Linked DNA regions of Capsicum annuum: region 2 is linked to region 1. The links are chromatin contacts, called in public Hi-C maps. All regions are on one chromosome and are shown on one strand. The core of a region is the stretch at or near the end of the contact, and the rest is flanking DNA. Distances in the headings are between cores, read along the strand shown.

Region 1 (3,275 bases), core at 466-2,965:
GAGTTGTAACAATCATTTTGTTGTCTCGCAGCTTTTTTGTGGCAGTTAATGAGGTTTTCAATGCTCCAACTGTTGAAAAACTTGAAATTTCATGCCCTCGGGAAGGAGATAACAGATGCTGACATACTAAATTGGGCAAACAGTAAAGTGAAGAGTGTAGGAAGAAGATCTCAAATCGAAAGCTTTAAGGTGATGAACAAAGCTTTTTGATCCTGCTTTTGTCAACTTCTATTGCATGACAGCTGAGATGCTTTGTTTTGTTAGGACAAAAATATATCAAGTGGGAAATTCTTTCTCGAACTTCTGAGCGCTGTGGAACCAAGGGTCGTCAATTGGAGCCTTGTGACCAGGGGTAAAACTGGTACGCAAAGAGTTCGTAGACTCTTGAACCTGCCGCGGTTAAAAAGATCATAGCTTAATAGAAAGACACTCAAACTTGGCCTCAGCTGACAAGTAAACACTCCAACTTTGTATATGCACACTAGACACCTTAACTCGTTACCACCGTGTCAGTTGAACACTCCAACTTACAAAATGATCATCTTTACACTTGTAAAGTTTACGTGTCATATCAGTGTTGGGTGTCCACGAGACACAAATGAGGATGAGCTGGTTTATTTAATTGCCAGTTGAGACCAAATTGAGGTATCTAGATATGCAGTCTCAAAGTTGGAGTGCTTACTAGCCAGCTGGGGCCAAATTTGAGTGTGTGTATGTATTATGTGGTTAAGATTAAGGAAAGTCTGAACAATTAACTTTTGCTTTGGCTTTGAAGAAAAGTACTGATGTCACTGAATGCATTGCAGATGAGGATAAGAAGCTTAATGCAACTTATACAATCAGTGTAGCACGGAAACTCGGCTGCTCCATCTTTTTATTGCCAGAGGATATAATAGAGGTAAGAGATCAGATTGAAAAAAACGCGCGTTTGTGCTTGGTTGCATGTTGGATATGACACCTGATGAACATCCTTTGGTCAAAGTTTCTTTATATTTGCGCATACTTGGAAACAGCCTCTGGCAGAAATGCAAAGTAAGGTTGCGTACGATGCGCCCTTGTGGTGGGGCCCTTCCCCGGACACCGCGCATAGCGGTAGCTTTAGTGCACCGGGCTGCCCTTATAATACTTCACTCTGCATAGTCCATATTTCTAACTAGGGGCTGTTTGATCAGCTGAACAGAGTTTTGGCAGTACATATTGTATTAAACTTGCTTTATGCCGGGCCGATGAGATCATTTAATAGATTTTAACAACAATTACCTCTCAGTACCAAACAAGTTTGGGTCGACTATATGAATCAGCACTTACTTAATACATTAGAAGTTCTCTAAAAAGTCGAAAACCTATCCTCAACTAGAGCTATCACCTATATGATTCTTTTTCCTCCCTTGTGCTCCTATCTTCAGATAAGTCTGCAAAGCAGATCTATAACTTCAGGAAAAGGATTGACTTTGAGGGCTGGGAATAGGGGTCCGAGTCTGTACAATTGGTTGTCGGTAACTGGTCGAGCTTGGTGCGTGCCGGTTAAGTTCCCCAACAGCCAACTCAGAATTGGTACAGACGAGGTGTTGCAATTCTTTCATGAACTTAGGAGCTGTTTGATGCAACTAAAAACTTAAAGACTCTAGTGTAAAGCATTTTTGTTAGTGCCATGTAATAGCACAACCATTGCCACTTTGCTATAGAATCCACCCTTTTTCTTGAAACTAAATCAGCTTTTACCACTCAGGTGAACCAGAAGATGATGCTGACACTCACAGCAAGCATCATGTACTGGAGCTTGCAAAAAAAGACTGAAAATTCTGAGTCTAACACTCCGGAAAATGGCGGTTCGGATGCATCTCCAACAGCAACTCCTGATGTTGGCATTTCTTCCACAACTTCTGAAGTGGAAGAAGAAAGATAGAATTTGAAGAAATGGAATATATATTTATGTTTTTGTTAAGGTCTCTTCTGATGTGATCTCAGTTTTGCTTCCAAGGGGACATGTCTAATGAAGTTGGTTAATAGGGCAGTTCATTTTTTTCTATTTTCTTCGATCTGGTATTCGGTACTCACGGGCCCAACTAATCCACATGCTCAAACCCGAAACCTCTGGGAAAGGACCAAGGGATTCTATCCGCCCCACCACAACTCGTGATGGGTTATATATAGGGAAGTTAATTAAATGCATCCTTTACTATTTAGTATTTACTACACAAACCTGGTGAGGTGGGAAGCTGGGAGAAGTGAAGACAAGTAAATCGTACTCCCATTTTGCTCAATTTTACTTGTCACATTTTGGTTCTCGAGAGTCAAACTGTATGGACTTTGGCCAACATTTTAAATGTTAATCTTGAGCCAGTTTCAGTAATAGTTCACACTGCAATATAAAAGAATAAATTCTTTTCTTCTCCATCTTCTTTTTGTTTTGCTTTTTGGTAATAGGCAGAGAAATGGATCAAGTTCACTCTGTTCTGTTAAAGCTGTAATACTGCCAGAGGCAGATTCAAGATTAGAATAACTGGGTTCAAGAAAGGTCATTATTATAAATTAAATTTATTTCTTAACAAAGCTACTGTGTTCTGCTGAAACTGTAACTTCAATGATAGATACACCCCCTCAATGTGTCATGCTAATTATCATATTTTGGATTTATTTTGCTAATGATTTTTAATCTCATACAATAATAACAAAAATACCATGGTGGATTCATTAAGTAATCATATATATATATAGGCACTCTCAAAATTATGGACTTACCTGCTACCTGATTCTAATTTTAAAATAGTGGTTTGTGCTTGTCATATCATTTTATGCATAGGTTATTTCTCAAGGAAACAAATTTTTTTAAGTGCTTTTTACCAAGTAGCACAATCTACAATAATTTCATTCCTGAAAGTATGCAAAACTGAATTAAGTAAACAAGGGGAAAGAATATAGGATTAGCATACAACAGTTCAAAATTTACACTTTTGAAGATCTACAACATAAATAAACACAAGAGGACTCTCAAGCTGCTGTCTAGCTCATTGCTTTATGAGCAAAAAAGTTGATTTCCTAAAAGGGCAGCATGCCCTTACAGAGATACATATGTGTATGCATATATATATACTACAACTACTAAGTTTCCATCATAAAAACTATTGTTCATCGTCCGCTTTTATGGAATTTAACCGCCTTAGTCTCTGATCGAGCTCTGCCATGACTGCCGGTTCCTGCTTTTTTCTCTGTCTTGATATAGTAGTGGTTGTCATAAATCCAATTTGATCAAAGGCAACCTGAAAACAAATTGC
Region 2 (3,275 bases), core at 544-3,043, 96 kb after region 1:
AGGCATCGTGAAGCAGGCAATAGAAATGAAAAACATAAAATTTTGTTATAGTATATAAAAATGTCTTTTCATATAATTTGTCTAAATAAAGAGCAAAGTAGTCCCAATAGGTAGACGGAAAGAACATTTTAGGCCCAACAGATAAACATAAAAGGTATTTTAGACCCAATAAATAGACGTAGGATATTTTTGTACCATTTCACATAATTAAAGAACATTTTAGACCCTTTTTCGTATAAACAAAGAAAGGCTAGTGCTTAGCTTGAAGAAATAGTTGGTGAAAGAAAATAGAGATGAGGTAAAATTTTTGTCTAGTAGCTTCTTATATATGGTGATTGTTGACCCCATTATTTACAACCATTCACTAATTTAGTATGAACAACTTTTTGATTTCCAAATTTTTGTCTAACTTAAATGGATGTTTTTTGGTCATTTTGTCTTCTTCTAAATGTTTGTATTTTATTTTTCCAAATTCCAAATGAATTATTACTTTCACTCATAGAATTAATAGTGAAGTCCTATATATATATATATATATATATATATATATATAAAAAGGGTAGCCCGGTGCACTAAAGCTTCCTCGAACATCGCGTATAGCGGGAGCTTTAGTGCACCGGGTAGCCCTTTATATTATATATATATATATATATATATATATATCCCAACAATAACACTTGACCTAATTAACTCCATTTAATTCTTCTAATATGATGTTATATTAGCATCTATCGACAGAGCAGAATCATCAATAAGAAAAATTAAGTTATAAATATTATATTAAATGTCAACTATCTCATATTATTTGAGGGATAACTGTTTTATTGTTTGAGTGTTAATTCACGTTCAAAACTTCTTCAACACATTGATTATAATTTATAGTATTGGCACCTTGTGAAGACTCGGCTTATTAGAGTCGTTTTTCACATAGATTTCGTGGAAAAAAAAAAAATGGAGATTGTTTCAACTAAGAGTGTTGTTTATCAAATTGTTTTATTATTTCAACTTTAAACTTATTTTTAAAATAAGGGATTAGAAGTTTAAAAAATGCAGTTTAGGAATTTCTCAAAGTCCCACTCACAAAAATTCAACTATGTTTTCATGTTCAGATATCAATTTTCAACTTTAACTTTAAATATTACTTTGTTTTTCTCAAATATCACCAATTCATGTCCATGTGCCTACGAAGAAAGAGCATGGATAAGCCTCAATTAGAGTCAAAATTTAAAATTTATGAATTTTGAATTTAAGACAGATAAATTTATAGCACGTTTTAGTTTCAAATTTTACATTTAAATATTTATATAAATTTAATAAATTCTTTAACATAAATATGTTATTCGAAGCAAAACTCAGTAGGTTGGTCCGAATCCATACCTAATATTGTGTCTCCTCCCATGTGAATTTAGATTATTATGTCCTTTTGGTAGAACCTAGAAATCAACACCTTTACCTCCCTTTTTGTCCCTTCTTTCTTTTAGAGAAAATGACACACCAACCACACAGTTAATTGAATGCCCTATTATACTCTCAACAAAACTTTACTTCTTATCATATAACCAAATTAAAGACTCTTTCCAATCTATAAATACCATTCCACTCTGGAGTCTGGACACATTTTCTCATCACATAAGTCTTCCATGTTGGGTCAAGTGAAGGAAAATAAGTATGGGATCCTTTTAAGTTTTTGTGAAGTTTTTAGTTATCTTCTCATGACATCCATGGATGTACTTGACCAAGAAGAAATGGTGCTAAAAGTCATCGAGATTCATGAAATGAGGCATCAAGAGTCATCATCGTGACACATGCAGTGACGTTATCCTTCCTGAGCTTGTTCTTCTTATATTATTTTCTTTTCTTTTAGAATTCTTGAACGCTTGTTCGAGTTTTCTTGACCTTGCAAGCCCGTAATGTCTTGTATAATCCTCAAAATTGCAAGGTCACTAAAAGTTCTTGTATCTCTTCTATCCCTCCTGAGCTTTTTCTTCTAAAATATTAACCCATTAAGGTGTATCGCTTTTATGTTATATAGTGTAAAAAAAAAACCCTTGTTTCTTTCTCATCTTTGTACATGCATGCGTAGACAACTTTCCACATAAATTTGAAAAATCAATAACATTGCACTTACTTTCCACATAAATTTTTTCACTTAACAATGGCTCATAACGTGTACTTTCATCTCCATTTATTACTTACTTAATCACGACAGAATGGTGTCCGGTGTAAGCACTTGATGTTCACATGGAATCAATGATAACATGGCATATACATTTGTTCACTTAACAAAAGGTTCATAACATGCACTTTCATCTCGATGTATTGCTTTATCATGACAAAGAGTATCTTTTGATGCAAACACTTTGATGTTCACATGGAATCAATGATAACATTGCATATACATTTTATCACTTAACAAAAGGTTCACTTTCATCTCGATTTATTACTTTATCATGACAAAGAGCATCTTTTGATGCAAACACTAGAATGTTCACATGGAATCAATGATAACATCGCACATACTTTCCCACATTTATTTTTTTCGCTTAAATATGGTTGTTCATAACGTGTACTTTCATCTCGATTTATTACAAAGAACGTCACTTGATATAAACACTGGATACGAGTAAGTTTGTTCATGAAACCGATGTAAACACTGGATGCGAGTAAGTTTGTTCATGAAACAGTGTGTAAAACCGATCTACTTCAGCACACTCGACGGAAAAAGCAAAAAAGAAAAACCAAACTTTTGTCATTGTAGTATGTAACTCTGCCTGTGTCATTGAAGAGAAGTACATCCTTCTAAATTAACCAAGCCACTACAACTTGTGTTACATGTTTTAATATATATGAACACATTGACAAATATGGGGTAACCATGCCATCTTGATGGTTGAATAATAGATATCTACAGAAAAAAATTGAGTGTGAAATTCCATTTCACTATAAAATTTCAAGTGAATTCCAATCAAAGCATATTCTTAACTCAAGCTGCAAGGACTAGAACTTTTATAGTTCCCTGACTATTAGCAGCTAACATCGTTGGGCTATCGCTCTTCCAGCACACTGCGCTGATGAAATAAGATCCTGCATCTTCATCGGCTTCATCCACATCTGGGGCACCGAATCTATGCCAAGTCACAGGTTTGGAGATTGCCTATAGAATAAAAAATCATTGGTTAAAATCAAATACGATCAGCATTTCAATAAAGATTAAGAAGTCGCTAACCTTATGGTACACGAATACTTCATTTGTTTCACTGCCACATGAGAGGAAT

What was found. Hi-C and Micro-C count contacts between places; a contact is called where the count stands out from the background.
Region 2: a contact with region 1 is called in a Hi-C map of leaf, with 2.5 times the contacts expected there. The contact joins two enhancer-like sites. A contact is called at or near these places in 2 of 5 Hi-C or Micro-C datasets (leaf and placenta).

The regions. Positions count from the first base shown.
Region 1 is chr9:202,028,271-202,031,545 of UCD10Xv1.1, forward strand. LOC107842194 (fimbrin-5) reads left to right here. Exons shown (of 15, transcript XM_016685944.2): 12 at 32-189; 13 at 265-361; 14 at 807-898; 15 at 1,730-2,397. The coding sequence ends at 1,906. LOC107842193 (growth hormone-regulated TBC protein 1) reads right to left here. Exons shown (of 7, transcript XM_047396428.1): 7 at 2,867-3,260. The coding sequence ends at 3,123. Among protein-coding and RNA genes, the nearest start is that of LOC107842193, 8.7 kb to the right of the region's middle. Within about 2 kb of position 1,716, at least 1 of the 5 cell types and tissues checked has an H3K27ac peak or open chromatin away from gene starts, as enhancers often do. A contact at or near this core is called in leaf, where this site is marked.
Region 2 is chr9:202,123,733-202,127,007 of UCD10Xv1.1, forward strand. LOC107842184 (E3 ubiquitin-protein ligase COP1) reads right to left here. Exons shown (of 13, transcript XM_016685936.2): 12 at 3,227-3,275; 13 at 2,730-3,154. The coding sequence ends at 2,984. Among protein-coding and RNA genes, the nearest start is that of LOC107842184, 14 kb to the right of the region's middle. Within about 2 kb of position 1,794, at least 5 of the 5 cell types and tissues checked have an H3K27ac peak or open chromatin away from gene starts, as enhancers often do. A contact at or near this core is called in leaf, where this site is marked.